Linked DNA regions of Ovis aries: region 1 is linked to region 2. The links are chromatin contacts, called in public Hi-C maps. All regions are on one chromosome and are shown on one strand. Each heading gives the region's core, a stretch centred on a gene start, on an enhancer-like site or on the middle of the called end of the contact. The rest is flanking DNA. Distances are from core to core; before and after follow the strand shown.

What was found. Hi-C and Micro-C count contacts between places; a contact is called where the count stands out from the background.
Region 1: a contact with region 2 is called in a Hi-C map of hypothalamus, with 4 times the contacts expected there. The contact joins two enhancer-like sites. A contact is called at or near these places in 3 of 16 Hi-C or Micro-C datasets (hypothalamus, muscle and tail adipose tissue).

Annotation. Positions count from the first base shown.
Region 1 is chr19:17,470,701-17,473,641 of ARS-UI_Ramb_v3.0, reverse strand. The region is part of intron 4 of SRGAP3 (SLIT-ROBO Rho GTPase activating protein 3); the gene reads right to left. Among named protein-coding and RNA genes, the nearest start is that of RAD18, 87 kb to the left of the region's middle. Within about 2 kb of position 1,656, at least 8 of the 54 cell types and tissues checked have an H3K27ac peak or open chromatin away from gene starts, as enhancers often do. A contact at or near this core is called in hypothalamus, where this site is marked.
Region 2 is chr19:17,253,643-17,256,342 of ARS-UI_Ramb_v3.0, reverse strand. LOC105603417 (a long non-coding RNA gene) reads left to right here. Exons shown (of 5, transcript XR_001022532.4): 3 at 1-383; 4 at 1,141-1,259. Among named protein-coding and RNA genes, the nearest start is that of THUMPD3, 38 kb to the right of the region's middle. Within about 2 kb of position 1,357, at least 8 of the 54 cell types and tissues checked have an H3K27ac peak or open chromatin away from gene starts, as enhancers often do. A contact at or near this core is called in hypothalamus, where this site is marked.

The sequences.
Region 1 (2,941 bases), core at 407-2,906, 220 kb before region 2:
GGCAAGAACCCTGCAGTGGGTTGCCATTTCCTTCTCCAATGCTTGAAAGTGAAAAGTGAATGTGAAGTCGCTCAGTCGTGTCTGACTCTTAGTGACCCCATGGACTGCAGCCCACCAGGCTCCTCTGTCCATGGGATTTTCCAGGCAAGAGTACTGGAGTTGGGTGCCATTGCCTTCTCCAGATCATGAAAATAGGAAAGTATTATCTGTACAGTTCTTCAAATCCAGATTTAGATGCAAAAGAAGGCAAAGGCAATCTGGAAGTTCACATCATTAATAAAGGGACAGGCTGGGGCAGGATAAGGATCAGTATTTAGAAAAAAAGGTTCTCAACAATGCAATTCTGTGTACGTGTCCTCCACCCAACAGGAAGGGCCATCCCTGGGCCACGCAAGAGTTGTGAATGAAGTGAGACCCTGGGCCAGAGCATAACAAAGACATCCTTAAGGAAAAGAGAAGTACCCAAACTTCAGTCCGACCACCACACTTGTGCTGCCTACGTTCTCCGCAGAACTTCTAATCACTGTCTTATTCATTTTTCACATTTATAAACTGCCTCACCCGACTCGAGTGCAAAGTCCATAAGGGCCAGGACACCGTCCATGATCATAATCCCTGTATTAGAGCAGAGATTGGTACCCAGCAAGTATCAGTGTATATTTGCATGAATAAATGAATGACAGCTAGATGGCTGGCTGGATAAAGTGGTGGCTGGATACGTGGATAGGTGGGTGGGTGGAAGGATGCATGCAAAGATGGATAGATGGGTGGCAGGTGGATGAATGGATGGATGGCTAGATAGATGGGTGAGTAAGTGGAAGGATGGGATGGACGAGTTCTATTGCCTTTGCTCTAATGAATATATCATCTTTGGGGGTAGGGCAACAGCTACACCTTCAATTGTTAAATATTTATTGAACAGCTCATGATGGGCCTGGTACTGCACTTGGACCTATACGAGGAAACACTACAGTGTATAAGACAGAGGCAGTCTCACTGAATACACACTCTAGTAGGGAGACAAACAATTATGCAAGTGATTATCACAGCATATGAGAAGTGCTATGATGAGGGGAGTAAGGGCTGCTAAAGGAAGGCTTCTTAGAGGAGAAGTGATATCTAAACTAAACCTTGAAGGAAGAGCAGCTGTCAGATGGGTGAACAGGGTGTGGAGTGGGGGAGGATTGTTCCAAACAAAGGGAGCAACGTCAGTATTAAGCCCAGTAGAAACCTGAGCCAAACAGGTTTGAGGAACAGCTTATAGGTAGAAGAACACCAGGTGCTTGTCTGAAAACCAGCCAACGGAGCCACTTTCTTCTCCTGCCGAGCTTCTCCCCCTCAGCAGACATCTGCTGTTTCTCTCTGTCGAGGATCCTCCAGTCCTCCTGGAATGCCTTCCTGATTTTCTTTGAGGAAATCCCCTGAATTCCCTTCCACCGTTCTCAGCCCATGTGGTTCAAGAGAAACCGACACTACCCTCCAATCCTTGCATGTGGGCAGGAGACCCAGGCCTGACCTGTCAGTAAACATGATGTTAATCTGGCTGCAGCAATGGGACCCCCCCCCCCCCCCCCCCAGCCTGGCCAGTTAGAAACAGCCCTGGGGCTCTGCTGGAGACAGGGGAAGGCAGTGTTTGCTGTCCACTAGGAGGCGCTGAGCTGATAGGATGTGAGCCTGCGGGGGTGGGGATGGGGGTGGTGGACGTGGGCCAACTTTATCTCCACAGGAGAGAAGCCTCCTGTAGAGAAAAACACCACCAAATGAGGGAGGGGATGGTGGAAGGAAGGAAAGAAGGAAGGGAGGGGGAGAGAAAGAAAAGAAGAAAAAGGGAGAGAGGGAATAAGACAAAATGGAGGCGATGTCGTTCTGCCTTTGCTCCGGTGAGGATACTGGTGGGGTGGGGGGCAGCTACAATTTCAGTCATTAAGTATTTATTGAACAATTTATTATGTGCAGGCACTATATACCAGGTGCTGCAAATTCTACCGTGTGGAAGACAGATAGGGTCTCTGCCTTTAGATTACACACTCTGCTGGGGAGAAAGACAATGCAATCAGTGGGTCAGCCTCCGAGACTCAGTACGGTGCCACTTCTACGTGCCAGGCTGTCCTGGCTTTCTCTCTTGCTCCTGAATGAGTCCCAAAAGGCCGCCTTCCTTCCCCACTAGGTTTCCCACCACCCAGCTCAACCCTGGCCCCTCCTGGGCAGACTTAGTGTCTGACTCACACTGACTGGTTCAACAGGGGCCACTCATCTCATGTCCTGGCTTCCTGCTTCTTTCTGTGCCTCCCTCTCCACCCAGGAAACTCCACTGTCATTCAGCTCCAATCCATCTCTTCTCCGCTCATGCTGTGTCCATATCCCTGCTGACACCTGTCACGGGGCTTCGCCATGACCCATCCTCTGGACACACAAATCATCAGTAAACGTCAGCTGTGTGAAGGAATGTCTCCATGGGAGAGCTGAGAGGGGTGGGGAGGTTGTCTAGAGGGAAACATTATTGCCCTCATTCTTATAAGGACCACTGCCAGCCCTAGACGGCACTGGGCACATGCCTGGCCAACAGGCTGTGACAGTCTGGCAGGGCCTGCCCTGCCCTGAATCAGAGCCGTGCCCTGGTCTCCCTCCCAGGGCGGCATGAAGAGACAAGCCTGAGAGTATCCTCAGAGTTCCTCTAGCTTTCTGCCTTCATCCTGCAGATGTGGAATCGAGGACCAAGGCCCAGCTAACTTGCACTGCATCAGGGTTTCCCAAAGTGTGCAATGGGAACCACTTACTTGTGTTAGAGAAGTGATTTCAGGTGTTACAGATATGTTATTAACTCTTTTTAGTTCTCTTGGAATCCTTCTGATTATATTAGGGGGAAAAACTTAGCTCGGCACTCTCATATCTAATGCCTGCCTTGGAGGCGGATGGACATGTACACACTGCTATATTTAAG
Region 2 (2,700 bases), core at 108-2,607:
CCCACCCCTGCCTCAGCTCAGCCCGCTTCTCAGCATCCCTGAGAGCTGGAGGTACCAGGAAAGGTACCAAGGATAAGTAAGGGCTTAAATCCAGGCACCTTCTTTCCTGCTCAATGTGATCCTGACCAAGAGATTTCCTTAATCAGGGTCCTTTTCTCTCCATCCTGTGGTCACTTCTAGGCCTGACTGACATTCTGTAATTCTGCAGTTGTATGTTGGTGCGTGCTGTTTCTTTCTCGGCTAAAAGATGTCAATGCTGCAGGCTCTCTCACATGCCAAGAGAGGAGAAGTCCCAGATAGGCTGGTCTGAGTCACTGAGAGCTCACATTACATCCTGGATCGCCCAGAACTCAGTGAACTCAGCAGGCACAAAGGCTGCCCAGGTAAGTGGCCTTCAAGCTGCAGAAGAAACGGGAGGCTGGGAAGGTGGCCACTGAAGGCTGGGTGGCTAACTCAGCTCTAATCTGAAGAGGCCTCCTTGTCAGTCAAAACATGCTGTGTCTTTGCCAGGAAGCAGGGAGACCTCTGTGAAATCTGCTTCTTTGCCTCCCAGGGTAAGAGTGCTAGGAAACCTCACCCTGCCGAAGGATTGCTTCTGAGAGAGAGAGGTCCTGCAGAGAGGCAGTGAGCAGAGCTGATGCCTGGGGCCACTCCAGGGGCCTGACTTTATTGTTTCTAATTGGCTTCAAGAGGAGGTCAGACCGTGTAGTGGTAAAAAGCCTCAGCTTTCACATCACACAGGCCTGAATGTGAGTCTAGTCTATCCCTTTCTGTGTGACCCTGGTAAAGCGAGCCTGCCTTAGTCTTGACTAATCCTCAGTCCTGATTTGGGAACAATAATAGTATCCACGTTGCTCTGTGGATTAAGTAAGACAGTGAAACCACAGGTTTATCATACTGCACAGCCTAACTGCAAGTAGATGGTTATCATGAAAGGATACTACAGACCAGTGAATAGCTGAGGAGTATGATGGAATTCTCACATCAACTCCTGTATCCAGGTAGGATGCCAGATGATACTGAGAACTAACACTTTGATGGCAATTACGTACTTACAACTATTTCAAGTGCTCTGCACTTACTAACTCAAACCTCACAAAGACCCCGTGTGACAGGTATTTTATAACCCTTGTCTTACAGATGGGACAATGAGACACAGAACTGGTAAGGGGAGGACGAGGGTTTGGACAAAGGCAGCTTAGTTCCTGAATCCCTGCCCTTAGCAGTGCACACAGCACCCTGAAAGACTCCAGAAAATGGTAAGAAATGCAGGGGGAGGCCTCCCCAGCCTGCCTCAACCCTTGTCCTGCTACCAAATACCTTCTTCACCCCTAGGCAGCAGAGCCCTGCAAATGCCCAGCAGAGAAGCTCCCAGCTCTGCAGGGCAGAGTCCAGAGTGTCTGTTGGGGTGTGGGCAAGGAACGACACAAGAAGGCAGGAAGCAAATGAGATTCGGAAATGGGCAAACATCCCAGCACCATTTGGTGGCTGTGGGTGACTCTGGGCCCAGAGACATAATTTCTCAGCGCTTTATTTCTCTCCCTTGTAAACAAGGGCTCACAGGTGGTCAAACTCCCTACTAGCTCTAGAACACTAGGTTTTCCTAGTGAGAAAAGGCTGCCGGTGGAGTCTAGGCTGGATCCTATCTCGGGTGAAGAACGCCCCCTGGCGGATACTTCCAAGAATGTCCCAGAGCGCTGGGTTGGGACTCAGAGAGGACTTGGTTGGGCTGCTCTGCCCATGTAGCAGTGTGGGCACACATGTAGCTGTGTGGTCCCTAGCAAGGTGCTTCGGCTCTCTGACTCTCCGAATTCTGATCAGAAAATGACACATAAAAAACTACCAGTAATGGTAATATTTATAATATCTAACACTTTTTCCCCACACACATTTTTTCACCACTTTATTCTGAAATAGTAATGGGTTCTAAACCACTGTGAATGATAAATTTTAGGAGTTACGTATTTGTTCTTGGCACTCTATTATAAGGTTATAACACTGCCTCTGTTTTTCCTATACTTATTTTTGTCCTTCGTGGGGTTTTTGTTTTGTTTTTATTTCAATTTGGGGGGAATGTATTTAATTGCAATAAGAACAATTCTTTCTTACAAGAAGAATGTAATTGTGGTGAGATCTATTCTCTTAACAGGTTTTTGAATATACAACACACTGTTAACTATAGTCACTATGTTATCTAGAACTTACTCATCTTAAATAACTGAAATTTTATATCCCTTGATTTACCTAAGACTTTTTGAGTGTTTATGACATGATAGGTAGGCCCTGTTCTAATAATATATATATTTAGTTAATCCTCCACATAACCATGTAAGAAAGTTCAAAGACTATACAGCTCACTACAACAATCCACAAGAGACTAGGCCAATTAGAAAAGTATACAATAATGACATTTATAAGGTGATGTACATTTGATAAACATGACCCCATTGACTCCACACAACCACCGTTTCATACTTGTTTACAGCAAGGAGACAGAAGACCACCGCACCACGCCCTGGAGGCACGCAAGAGCAGGGTGTTCGGGGGTCACGTCTCACAGAGTCCCATCTAGCAGGGAAGGGAGACACCTTTTAAGGGCCCATGGGGTAATGGTGCACTATGGAAAAACCGAGAAGCTACAGAAGCTTCACTCAGTCTGGGAGGGGAGAAATTGCAAGAACCGTTCCACCCATGGTCATA